3 separate regions of the Mus musculus genome follow, and all the other regions are linked to region 2. The links are chromatin contacts, called in public HiChIP or PLAC-seq and promoter capture Hi-C maps. All regions are on one chromosome and are shown on one strand. The core of a region is the stretch at or near the end of the contact, and the rest is flanking DNA. Distances in the headings are between cores, read along the strand shown. Region 1 holds the start of Abr (active BCR-related gene). Region 2 holds the start of Ankrd13b (ankyrin repeat domain 13b). Region 3 holds the start of Pigs (phosphatidylinositol glycan anchor biosynthesis, class S).

What was found. Promoter capture Hi-C pulls out the DNA fragments that hold promoters and counts their contacts. HiChIP or PLAC-seq counts read pairs in DNA pulled down with a chosen protein or histone mark.
Region 1: an H3K4me3 HiChIP or PLAC-seq map of embryonic forebrain shows a contact between it and region 2, with 4 times the contacts expected there. The contact joins the promoter of Abr here to the promoter of Ankrd13b in region 2.
Region 3: a promoter capture Hi-C map of cranial neural crest shows a contact between it and region 2. The contact joins the promoter of Pigs here to the promoter of Ankrd13b in region 2.

What each region holds. Positions count from the first base shown.
Region 1 is chr11:76,569,573-76,573,977 of GRCm38.p6, reverse strand. It overlaps Abr (active BCR-related gene), which reads left to right and starts at 2,594. Exons shown (of 23, transcript NM_198895.2): 1 at 2,594-2,947. The coding sequence starts at 2,887.
Region 2 is chr11:77,487,678-77,491,964 of GRCm38.p6, reverse strand. It overlaps Ankrd13b (ankyrin repeat domain 13b), which reads left to right and starts at 1,923. Exons shown (of 15, transcript NM_001373882.1): 1 at 1,923-2,526. The coding sequence starts at 2,413.
Region 3 is chr11:78,326,112-78,330,478 of GRCm38.p6, reverse strand. Pigs (phosphatidylinositol glycan anchor biosynthesis, class S) reads right to left here and starts at 2,057. Exons shown (of 12, transcript NM_201406.1): 1 at 1,971-2,057; 2 at 1,608-1,747; 3 at 1,393-1,504. The coding sequence starts at 2,004. It overlaps Aldoc (aldolase C, fructose-bisphosphate), which reads right to left. Exons shown (of 9, transcript NM_001303423.1): 8 at 4,345-4,367; 9 at 2,698-4,217. The coding sequence ends at 4,125.

The DNA of each region.
Region 1 (4,405 bases), core at 1,345-3,844, 920 kb after region 2:
ACATGAGGTGGGCAGATGGTTATGGGACAAAACTGCAAGGGCTTCCTAGCAGATGGTCTTGCATTTTCGGATCAGAAAAGATTTCCAGGGACCTTCAGTGACTTGGGTTATCAGTCAGCTGACAGCGAGGTGGCATGCATAGGATCCCAGCCCACACTATGTGGTTGGGTCAGTGAGCTGTGCCTTAGTTTTTCCATGTGGAAAATTCACAAAACCTAGAAAAGAGCTGTGCTTGGTAACACAGGCCTTTAGCCTTAGCTTTCTAAATCTCAAGATTAGCCCTCCATGACACACCTCCTCTAGTAAGACCATACTCTCTAATCCTTCCCAAACAATTTCAAGGAGCAAGTATTGGACTATATGAGCCTGTGGGGGCCATACTCATTCAAACCACCACATTGTCTCAAAAGGTAAAAAGAGAGCTGGAGATAGGCTTTGTGGTAGAGTGCATGAGTGCGGTCCTGGGTTCAATTCCTAGCACTGCATAAAGTGGGGCAAATGGAGGATAAGAAAGGAAGGAACCAGAAGTTAACAGTGGTGCTCATCAAGAGATCATCCTAGTGAAATTAAAAAAACAAAACAAAACAAAAACAACCCTCTTAAGATCTAGGCCACACACACCTAGTATTCAGTGTCCGTTATTAGCACTATGGCCTGCAAGATTGTATCTATACGCTACACTGTGTTGTGGAAAGAACAGTCCAGGGCAAGATCAGACACAATGTAGAATAACGCAAACTATAACAACTACAGGGAGAGCAAGCAACTGCAACATTTCAGCTAGGGGGAAAAAAAAACGCTGAAAATAGCTTGCTCAAGCCTTTGTAGATAAAAATGTGAAATGTATGCAAATGTATGTGACTCACATAGAAACATATATCCATGGCCTCCTCAGAGTCAGCACCGGATGTGGAGATGTGGGGCTGTGGCCTGCAGGAAAATCCCTGTGGTACATCATGTGGTGTATTGTGGGAGGGGTCAATGCTGCAGCCTTCTAGGGTTTGTAGCTGATAGCTGTACCCAGGCATGTTTTCCCTTTCTCTTGGGCTCTATGCCTTCAGAAAGTGCTATGCAACAGTAAGGCACGCCCTTGTCCTTTCTCTGTCTGCTTCCTCAGAGAGCTTGCTTGCTCCCTCTCCCACCCAGAACTCTATTTCTGGATAGTCTCGCTGGAGATGCACAGCCCCCTCCCTTGCCATGCTCCAGGTGTTGGCTTGGCCTTCCCAATTTTATATGCCAGTCTGGGGCGGTGGGGAGGGTAACAGCTGAGCAGGAAGGGCCAGCAAGTCACAGAACCAGAAGCTTGAGTTAGAACTAAAGGGGTACAGGAGGACCTGTATCTGCTGCCCACCTGTGGGGGCTCCCCCACACAAGAGCATCTACCCTTGAACCTCCCAGAGGCTCTATCCTGTGTATCAATGGGCTCTAGCTTTTCTTGATCATCTATAGAGGCCAGTGTCCAGACAGCTGGGAAGTTTACAAGGCTGGGTACAAATTTCCTTATAGGTGAGGGTCTGCTTCTACCCCTCAAAACTGTCTGTGCTTGTTTGGGATAAGGAGAAGTCCCTGTGGGTACTAACAACACTGCCCTCCATACAGGGAATGGGGAGCTTAACTCTTTGAAAAGCTCTGTATGGCTGGAGCCCCAAAAGGGCTTAAGCTGTCTGAAGATGGGGTGGGATGGGAAGTGTCCCATTATTAGAAATGCCACTATACTAGTATATGAGAGGTCTAACCCAGGTCTTCCTTGGCGGGCTTCATTGCCTCCTTCCCTGGGAATTCAGGAAACAGGTTGCAGCCATGGGTCCCATGTCACTCCCAACCCCCAAACCTTCAGTGCTGTTGAGGTCACTGTTTGGAATTTTGTTTCTTAAGACTGGTCTCTGAGGCATCTGACCCCCATCTTCCTTCAATGTGATTGTACACAGAGGCTAGGGATTGTCAGACGGCTCCTGGAGGAATTGGAGAGAGTCCAGTTAGGGCTTCTGTACCCCAGTTTGACTCTTTGCCTTAAAGGCGCACATGTGAGAAATAGGTCCTTCCTCTAATGCCAGGGGATGACACTAACCCCAGTGGTCCCGCCTTACTTCAGTCGCCCACCCTTGGTGTGTGTCGGGAACTGATGCACTGTAAGATCAAGGATAGATGGGGTGATTTAAGGTTTGGTAGGAAAACAATTCCTGGGTGGCCCAGCTTTCCAGCGGGGCGCAGGATGTTAACCCAGTCCAAGCTGTGCTGCCCAAGCTTGTCTAGGGGTGGGGCCTGGCAACTGCACCAGTCCCGAAATCGTGCTTAGAGATCCTGGGGTGGCAGGTGATGTCACCCCTGCGGGTCCATAGGTTTCTTTAGTCTGCGGGTTGCCAGAATTTATGCTCAGCCCAACCAGGGGAGGAGGGGAGCCTCTGGCCCTGCGCCGCCTCCCGGAGACCCCGCGGGAGCTCTGTGCGCCGGCTGGAGGCCATCGGTGGGGCTGCGGGCTGCTCTCACACCCCACCGGCCCGCTGCGGCTGGGGGTGGGCGCGCTGAGCCTTGCGCGGATTGGCTACCGCCTCCGCCCCCCGCCCCGGGCGCCGCGCAGCCCCGGGGAAGTTGCTAGTTGGCGCGCGGGCTGCGGGGCCGCGGCTCCCAGATCCGCAGCGGGTTCGCCTAGGCTGCCACAGCCCTGCACTAAGCTCCCCTGTCCTCACCTTGGCAGCTGCGGCTTGCTCCTCCCTACTACCTGTTTCCCTGGCTCTCCCGCCTCCATCCTGAGCTCCGCAACTTCGACCTCCGAGTCTGGCCTCCCCTCCCGGCATCCCGCCTGCCGGCGCCCTTCCTCCTTTGTTGTGCGATGAGGGTCCGGTTTCCCATCTGACCAAGGAACCTCTGCCGCGCGGAGCCGCGGGCATGGAGCCGCTTAGCCACCGGGGCCTGCCGCGCCTCTCTTGGATCGACACCCTCTACAGCAGTACGTGTGCCCATGGGTCCCTGGGTGGGGGACAGGGGGTGTAAGAGGGACACCCAGCACCCTCCGAGGAGCCCTGTTGCCCTCCGGGTCCCAGGTGCACCCAGGCACCGGCAAGTGTTAGCGGCCATGGTCCGCCAGGTGTGCAGCCAGCCAGTAGGAGGAGCGGTATGGAGTCCTCAGAGCAGATTTTAGGGGGGAGGGGGCTAGATAGACCGGGGCTGGGGGGGATTGTGTCACCCCTCCCACCTGTTGTGTAACCCAGCACTCTAGCGCTCCGCGAGTGGGAAGCGTCCTTTTTAGAGCTCTACCTTGGCCTTTAGAATTGGCAGCTTTTCTCCTCACATTGAAGCGGGAAGGCCATTTTGGGAAAAGTCTTTGGCTCTCTCTAGTTTACTACCTCAGGGACATTCCGGTGTGTGATTCGGGTTGATGATGGGATCAGGTTGGAAGAGAGACTGTAAGGTACGGATCTCTGTGGGGGCCATTTGGATGAAAGAGCCAACCTCCTAGCTCAGCAGTCTTTCTTGCCAGCCTCGTCACCACCCCCATTCTCATCACTACCACCACCCCCAAGAAAAGCAAATGAAGAGGGGGGAAAAAAACCGCCGGTACTCCACCCCCTCGCTCCCAAATCAGCCATGATCATGTGATTGCTCTTGTACTGCCTGGGGGATGTGTAGTTGATCACTGGGACTTACTTACTGAGATGGGAACCATTCCCACCCCACCCCCCATGCCTTAGGTGGCACTGCCCATGTCGCCCTCCCCTCCCCCTCTTTAACTCATTGGCATTCTGTGGTGTCGGGAGATGGTCCTGGTGGCCTCCAAGAATGACAGTAGATGTGCTTTTACCTATGGAAATGCTGGGAACCCTCCCACTCTCTTTTAGCACACCCTAACCCTGAGGCAGGCGCATCTAGGGGTGACTCTGAACATTAGATGCATGAAACAAGGACATTTTGAAGGGTCAGCCTGGCTTGAGTTCCTTCTTAACAGTCACATTCCGGGGATGAGAGGAGACGATGTCTTGAGCCTCCAGGTCTTGCCTTGCAGTCTCTGCATTACCCAGCATCCAGCCTCTGCCCTCTGTATCTTTTTGGGCCCTGCCTCTGCCCTCTGCTCCCTTTGGGGGCTGCCTCTGCCCTCTGCTCCCTTTGGGCCTGCACTTCTCATATCGTCTACCCAGCCTCTTTTCCCAGATTCCTCCCCTTCCTCCTCCCAGGAGCTCTCCTTGTGCTGGTTCATTCTGCTTTGGGGTTTCAACATCAAAGAGGCAAATCTGGTCCCCCTGGGTGTCCATCCTAGCCAAACCCAGCCAGTCCATCTGCTCTTTTCCAGTAGAGGCCAGTGTCGTTGGGTGAAGGTCAGGGCTCACAGCTGTGATGTGTATGTGTGTGTACACGTGTGTCTGTGCAAATGGGGACACACATCTGTTAAGAGGCCTGCTGCAGATCAGCT
Region 2 (4,287 bases), core at 674-3,173:
TGGTGGCCGCAGCAATGGAGGTGGGAAGCAGTCTAGCAGCTGAAACTGGGCGCGCAGCCCAGGAGCAGTGGCCGCCCGTTCACCCCGGATCGACCCCCAGCTATGGAATTTCATTTATTAAATGTCGAGGCAGCTGCTGGCAGCCCCGTCGCTTGGCTGCCTTTGTTTCTTCGCTGTGTGGGCGCGTCTGGAGCACGTGGCAGCCAGGGCGTTGAGACCAAAGGGAAAGCGACCTGGGCTTCGTGTGATAGCCGGCCATCTGGCAAAAGGGCAACCTAGCCTCTAAATGCATGCTGGCCTCTCTCCTTTCTTGGAATACAGGGCGTGCAGAGGAAGAATGATTCACGTCCCCCCACCCCGGCCACCCTATCTCCCTATTGGCTCAGGGACTGCCTGGGAGGGACCCTGGCTCACACAGTCCAAACTTTGTTGCAGAACCCCCAACCTCACCACAGCCAAGCTTTAGAGCTTGAAGATGGGGGAAGAAGGGTTTCTGGCTTCCCCGAAGATGTCATCATCCCAGGAACTGAACAGCTCAAATGGAATCATACACAAGGTTTTGAAAACGATTTAATGAGGAATTGTACAGGCATTCTCGCGGCCTCTCCTAGTTGCCCCTCCTTTCTCTAGCCCCCTCCTCAACTCGGGCTGCAATCACGACACTCTGCTGACCCCTGGCGGTGGAGGTGGGCTGCGGCTCTGGGCTGCAGAGACGCCTACCGGCTCCTCCCAGGCTGCAGAAAGGGGCGAGGCAGTCTACTCAGTCCTCCCGGGCCTGGCACCACTGGGTGTGCAGGAAGCAGGAGAGAAGAACACACAAAGAAACCCAAGAAGGGCGCAAGGAGTTTGCAAGCTTTTGCTGTCGCTTCCCACACAAACACTCTCTAGATTGTTGTTCTAAATCGGGTTGGCCAGGAATTCCTTATTTCTGCCTTGAGGTGGGCTCGAGGAAGGCAACATGTTCGCTCCTACCACCTGTCTCAGGCTGGTTGAAGGAGAGAGGGGCCGTTTTCAGGCAGTTCATACCCTTAGCTCATCCCATGAGGTAGTATCTGATCCCAGTTTAGAGGTGAGTGGGCCGAGAAACTCTGAAGGATAAGCAATTTGTTTAAGATCAAGCAATTGTTACGGTATTTAAATACAACTCTCTTGACATTTTCTCTCCCAAGGCATCTTGGTCCTTTTACCATTTGCAGGTGGCCGCCACAGAGGCCAATTTGACTTTGACCACACTCTCTGCAAGGGCTCCTTGTGGAAGCGCTTGTCTCTCTGCTCTTTCAGGAAGCAGGCAATCTGGACTCAGTCATTTTCCTTAGGCAGGGACCCACATGGGATGGAGGTGGGGAAATGCCACCTGCTGCTGTCTTTGCTCAACCTCATCCTGGTTCTTGCTGAGCCATGTAGGGGAAAGACTGTCTTCTTCGCCTCATTAGACATTCTCTTTTCCAACGTGATGTGTGGAAGCTGGGGTTTAATTTTCTGAGAGAGCAAAGATTTGAGAAATATTTCGATTCTCAGACCCCTGGCTGCTTCAGTGACCCTTGGTACTGATGCCCTGCATCTCTCTTAGGGTCACTCTTTAGTCACTATGAATCTAGATGCCTCTTTACCCTCCCTGGGACCCAAGCTCACTTCTGCAGGCCATAGACCCCCGACCCAACGCTTCAGGTCAGCCCTAAAAGCCTCCCCCATTTCCTTGCAAAAGGCAAAATGCCAAAGGGTGGAGGCGCCCCCAACCCACTTGGCATCCAAGTAAGGCCTCCGCTTCGGCCGGGTTTGACTCTCTGTCCACCCTTCCAGGAAATCAGTTCCAGACCATCTCTGGTCATCCGAAACGCACGGTTCTACCAGGCGGACTACAAGCCCCATGATGCTGCGGGGCCAAGCTGTAACTAACCCAGCACGGCGCACCCGGGTCCCCTCCTCTCTTCCCCGCATTCGCTTGTCCCTCACCGTCCGCTCGGGCTGAGGGCCGGGCTATGCGGCTTAGGGGAGCCGGAGGGTGCGGGCGCGCGTCCCTGCGGCGGCGGCGGCGGCGGCGACCCCGGGGCCGGCGCCCCGAGCGCCCCCGCTCCAGCTGCGGGTCCCTGCTCCCTCCGCCGAGAGGCGTCTTTGTGTGCGGGGGTGTGGGAGGGGAGGCGCGAGGCCGCGTGCCGCCGAGTGCCCGCTCCCTCCCAGGGCGGGTGGGGGCTGCTCCGCGCCTCCCGCCGCCGCCTCCCGAGGACGCCCGCCGCCCGCACCACGCCGGGCGCGCCGCCCCCGCCCGCCGCCGCCGCCGCCGCTCGCACATGCCCGAGCCGCAGCCCCGCGAGCAGACAGCTCCGGCCGTCCGCCCCGCGGCCCCGGGCCCGGGCTCCCGCGCCGTCCCTCCCCGCGGGCCGGGCGCCGCGGCCCCGGCATGAGGAGCGGGCGATGATCCCCGCCAACGCCTCCGCCAGGAAGGGGCCCGAGGGCAAGTACCCGCTGCACTACCTCGTGTGGCACAACCGCCACCGGGAGCTGGAGAAGGAGGTCCGCGCCGGCCAGGTAGGAGCGCCGTCGGGGACCATGGCCCCGCACGCCCGCGCGGCGTGGGGAGGGGGCGCGGCGCCGCCTGTCCCGCCTCCCCGGCTAGTTTGCAGCGCTTCTTTGTTTGCAGCTGCGGCTTTTGTGCTCGTTGACCTGAAGTGGGTGATGGCAGCAGCCCCCGCCTGCTTCTCTGGTTCCAGGACCGGTGGCCCACACGTGTTCCGGGCTCTCCGAGACTGGTGTGGAAGGACCCTGTGTTCTTCTCCGTTGGGGCTTGAAGGGATTCTAGGGAGGGGTTGTCGGTTCTGTCTGGGCTCCATGTGGTGGGAGAGTCCACCCCACTCGATCTAGACGCGACATGACATCCCGCGTGAATGTGCAGGGACGGGAAAGGCCTGCGTGGGGAGGGGGCCCACATAAGATCGGGGAACAAGCTGTGTTGCACCCTCGGGCATTCCAGCCCCACCCAGTGCCCTCTCACTTCCTGGTGAACCAGGTCTCTGTTTGTTTAGAGTGGACAGAGCCTATGGGTGCTTCAGATGCCAGCCCTGGCTTCGGAGCCAGGAGTGAGAAAGACCCTATTGGGATGCTCCGGAGGGCCTTGTCCAGGTGCTGAAAGGCGCTCTCCTGCCTCTTGGTGCTAGGGCCTACCTTCTCACCGTGGAGGAAGCCAGGGGGCCATAGGAAGGACTTGAGGTCCTGCACAGAACAGGGGTTCCCTGCTTTCTGCCAATCAGAGAAACCTGTGGGTCAGACAGCTTTGGGTTGGGCAGCGACTTCAAAGAAGCCGGGGAGCTAGAAGTGGCAGTGCATGCCTGTAGTCTCAGCACCGGGGAGGCAGAGGCAGGAGGATTGCCACAAGTGTAAGGTCAGAGGGTGGACTTCATGTTGCAGAGCAGCCAGGGCTACATAGTGAGACCCTGTATTTGAAAACCCAGGAAGCCTGGGGGATGATTTCTCGGTCATTCTTCAGGACAAAGGTGGGTGCAAAGTCACTAATAGTCCTCAATTGTGCCTTGCCACCCCAGCTGACAACTGGCAAAGCAGTGACGGTGCCAACATTACCCTCCACCCCCTCAGGCGAAGCAGTGGGCAGAGCTGGACCCAGGCTACCCTGGGTTGCTTAAAGATTCAAATTTGCAGGCTTGATTAGGGTCTGAAGCTTAGGGATTTTAGGTCCACTACAATCATGGTAGCTCAGTGTGAAGACCTGTGTAATTCCCAAGGGAAGGGGCCAAGGCTGGACATCAGACTGTGAAGCAGAGAGGGTTGGACCGTCTGACATTCACTCCCAGCCTCCAGACCGGTACAGCACTTGACTCTGCATTTCATCCCGTTTAATAATAACATAACCTGGGCCTGCAAGCCTCCGGGCCAGCCTAGGGGTTCACTTCCTTTCTGCCTTTGCTTCCACCAGGTCACCCCAAGTTAGTTTATCTGTCATAAAGGCTTTGTAAAGACAGGAGGTCAGAGAGCTGGGAAAAGCAAATACAAGGTACCAAGGCCTGCCCTGGAGGAGATTTGGTTCTGGGATTACAGTGTGAGGAAGACAGGACGTAAAGATCCAATCCTGTTTTCTCTGGCTGCTCTTCATTTTCCTTGCCTGAGGAAGTCCCTAAAGATCTAGAGATTGTTAGGAGGCTAGAAACTGAATCCTCAGACTGTCTCAGCTCTACTCCCTTACAAAGGGTGTGGGTGGTCCTTTTCCTAAAACTAGAGAGGAGTGGCTTTATCATCAAGACCTCTGCTGACAGACCTCAAGTCAGCCATCTTGCTGGT
Region 3 (4,367 bases), core at 808-3,307, 840 kb before region 2:
TGTTGCAAGGACGGTGATATAGCTGTCCCTTGTGAGACTAGGCCGGGGCCTAGCAAACACAGAAGTGGATGCTCACAGTCAACTATTGGATGGATCACAGGGCCCCCAATGGAGGAGCTAGAGAAAGTATCCAAGGAGCTAAAGAGATCTGCAACCCTATCGGAGGAACAACATTATGAACTAACCAGTACCCCAGAGCTCTTGACTCTAGCTGCATATGTATCAAAAGATGACCTAGTCGGCCATCACTGGAAAGAGAGGCCCATTGGTCAGGCAAACGTTATATGCCCCAGTACAGGGGAATGCCAGGGCCAAAAAATGGGAATGGGCGGGTAGGGGAGTAGGGGGGGGGTACTTTTGGGATAGCATTGGAAATGTAATTGAAGAAAATACGTAATTTAAAATAAAAAAAAAAAAAGAACACATGAAACCGAAATAAAACCTAAATCATTTAGTAAAAAAAAAAAAAAAATACTGATGAAAAAACAAAACTGAACATGAGATTATGCATCCAATAAAGATCAGAGTCCTTGCCAGGTGTGGTGCAAGTCTGGTCTACACAGCAAGACCCAGGACAGCCAGGGCTACCCAAAGAAACCCTGTCTCAAAAAGCCAGAAACACCCAACCTCAAAAATCACATTGCCCAAGCCCTTCTGCACCTTTTTCTACTCCCCGGCAGGTGAGAATGGAGTTCAGGCTCTCCCGTGACTCCACCACGAGACCAAACCTCCTGCCTTACAGTATTTTGCTAGTTTCTTTCTTTCTGATGTTAACTATAAACATCTTTAAAATATTACCAATTTATTATTCACCCTCAAGTTCTTGGTACCTAACAAAGTGCCTAACAATACAGTGTGTGATGTTAAAATGACAAAGGTCTGAATACACATCCGATGTAACTTCAAACTCCCGTTTTCTTTCAGCTACAACCTGCTTTCCCTATGCACTGATGGGTATCAATTGCTAAGGATAAGGTGGCATAATTTACCGTATGACATAAATCACTGTCATAAGGACAGGCACTGTACTTTAGACTAACACAAACCCCCAAGTGAACATTCCAAAGGAGATCTCTTTTCTTAGGATTTGGGGGAAGCAGGCGGATGGCTCTTGATACCAAGCCTGATGACCTGAGTTGGATCCCCAAGACCAGGACCCATATGGTGGGAGGAGAAATGACTTTCGCAAGTGATCCTCTGACCTCCACAAGATGCTCCACAGCACAGACATCCACACAAACATACATGTGCGCGCGCACACTAAGTAAATGTAATAAAACATTTTAAAGTAAGTTATGAGTCGCCCTCGCCCCTCCTATGCATTCCAACTCTGGGTTTTGGGCCTGGCTCAGATGGAAAAAGCAGCCCTGACACCTCTTCATGGGAACTCACATTTCAGAGGGATCTCTCGCTCATGCACAACGGTGAAAGGTAGCTTCTCTTGGTCGTCCAGGGGCACAGAGTCCCGAGTAAACACAACTGTGACTGGCACCATGAGCCGGAGCTGCGCGAGGGATGAGGGGCATCGGGGTCTTTAGCAATGTCTGCACCTTACAGCTGGGCTGCCCCCCGGTCCCCCAGCCCCGGTTCTCCCCACCCAGTCTCACCAGCAGAGCATTCAGCCCACTGATGTCTGAGTAAGGCAATGGGGCCCGGTAAGTCTCCGTCGTCTTCCACCAGAGCGGCAGTCCCAGAAGGATGGCCACCGCGGCGAAGAAAAGCGCGGAACGCTTGCCCCGGACCACCTCTGAGGGCACAGAGGGCCGACTAAGACGCGGGAACTAGGGTGCGATGCCCGCCACACCGGGATCGTGGAGGAGTGCGGGCGGCCGGGAACCCCGAGCAAGCCGCTCCCGCGTGGCGGACCCCCAACCCCAGGCTGGAGGGAGCTGTCAGGCTTCTCGCGCCCCACCCACACATTCTGCCCGCGAGACCTCCCCACTGCGCCCTCCACCTGAAATCCACCGCACCTAGGTCCGTGGCCGCAGCTCCTGCGGCCGCCATGGTCCCTTCCGGCTGCCCAGGTCGCCGATGGGGCGGGGCCTCATGAGCTTTCTCCAATCGGAAACTCCAGAATGAGGGGGCGGGACCACGGTGCGCGACCGCTGCCAATCACGAGCAACACTGCTGACGCACGCCAGTGCGCAGGCGGAGCCCGTGAGAGGGTACGCGCTCGGCTACACTTTCAATCTGACCCTGGCTTTTCATTGAGTGCACCTGGTACTGTTTAGCTCTACAACGCCAGTTTAGAGAAGGCGATAATCTCCATGTAGCCCAGGCTGGCCTCGGACTCTGGGCCCTCTCCAATGCAGGGGATTACATGCACCACCACGTTCAGCGGAAGGGGAATATTTACTTAAATGAAGTCGAGCTTATCAAGAACCTGACTCCCGAAAAGTTTTCTAATGTCATTTCTTTTTTTTTTTTTTCTTCTTTTAAAGATTTATTTATTTATTATATGTGAGTACACTGTAGCTGTCTTCAGACGTACCAGAAGAGGGCATCAGATCTCTGTTACAGGTGGTTGTGAGCCACCATGTGGTTGCTGGGATTTGAACTTCGGACCTTTGGAAGAGCAGTCGGGTGCTCTTACCCCCTGCGCCATCTCACCAGCCCCTAATGTCATTTCTAACATAGGTCTTTTCTTCAGAGCACCAGCTCTTCAAAGCTTAAAGATAAAACTGACAAAACGGTAACTTTTTAGCATGGTTGGCTACTATGTGATTAATTTTATTTTAGTTAATGTTGAGACAGATCTCCCTATACGATCCAGAGGGTTAAAGTGATCCTGTCCCTAATGTCTGATACCTCAGCCTCCCAACTAGCCGAGACTATAGACTAGGATTTAAAAATCGATTCCAATTCGAGCGATTGAGGATGCTTCATTGAAAAATTCCTGAGCACAGCCTCTATATAGTAATGCCTGCTGTTCGAATCCTAAATAGCCTCTCAGCCTCTCTTTGAAGCCTGTTTCCTCCTATGAAAAGTACAATGGTACCTACTTTACAGAGCTGTGTTAATGCATATAATAATGGTTAGAAGAACAGTGCCTGGCAGAAGCATATGGAAATTGCTGAGTTAGCTGCTTTGATTATAAGGTCAGGCCACACAGAGCAGAACATCAATGACTTTTCCAGTGCACATCTGTCTAGTGTCACCCTACCTCACACTCTAGCCCAGGGGTAATCATTCACCACAAAGCCCTATCAGTTCTAACAAGTCCAGAACCCTCCGATGAATCCCTTCTCTACATGGAAGTGGGTCATAGCCCTTGGCAAGCTTCTAGACACTCAGCTCTGTAGCCCCGAGGCTTGGAAGGTTTCCTTATTGGAAAAGACCTAAGTGCACATTCTTCAGAGATGGAGGAGAACTGGCCCACTCTGATCCCTGCTTGTCCCCTTTGAGCCTTGCACAAAATGGAGTTTCTCATCCTGCTGGATCCTTTAATGTGTCAGTCCCTGGAAGACCTGTACCCTCCTCTCCACCCCCAGGCCCTCTAACAACAACTCCAGCTTTGGAAATCAGCAGGTAGGAGCCTGAGCTAGGGATGGTGAGCCAGGTGAACCCTTCCTCCACAAAACTTGAAGCTCAGGAAAACTCAGATCTCACCTCACCACCACCACCACAATCAGAGGGGCTCTGAGATAGGATCAGCAAGAGGTCGCACACATGGAGGTAGACTTTGGTATGTGCAACAGACAGACAGACAGAGCGGTGTGCTGTGTTTTGCTCTCATTTATTTGCTATGTACTCAGAGCATAAGGAGCACGAGTCAGGGCTGGAGTTCACGTCCCCCTGATCCCAAGAGAGAAAATTAGCAAGCAGAGCCCAAGGACAAACTATACCATCAAGGGTAACTGTAAGGGCTGGTGGAGACAGGAAAAAGGTCCACATGTTCTGTTCTGACTTCTAGAAAGTCCCCCCATCTTCAAACATGGGAGGGCATCTCTACCCTCCCATCCTGTGGTCTCGGGTACAGCAATGTAAGGCATGTGAGATGTGAGATGACTTGGCGCTGGATAAAGATATCTCTGTTCTGCATAGCTATTTGGCCCTGGCTGTGACTATAGGCAAAATGGGATGTGCATTGCTAGGCCAAGGGCTGTGGGTAGAGTCAGCGTGCCTCAGTAGGCATGGTTGGCGATGTAGAGGGACTGTGCTGCCGCTCCGCCATCTCCACTGCCTTCATATCTGCCCTGGGCTGCAAGCCCGTTCATCTGCAAAACGGAATGGGATTCAATGAGCAGACTGAGCCAGACCACGGATGTGGAATGCACGCTGCCCGGTTTGGGACCTCTGTGGTCCACAGAATCCCTCCCCAAGTCATCACCTCTAGCTCCCTACCTCTGCCCGCTTGATAAACTCCT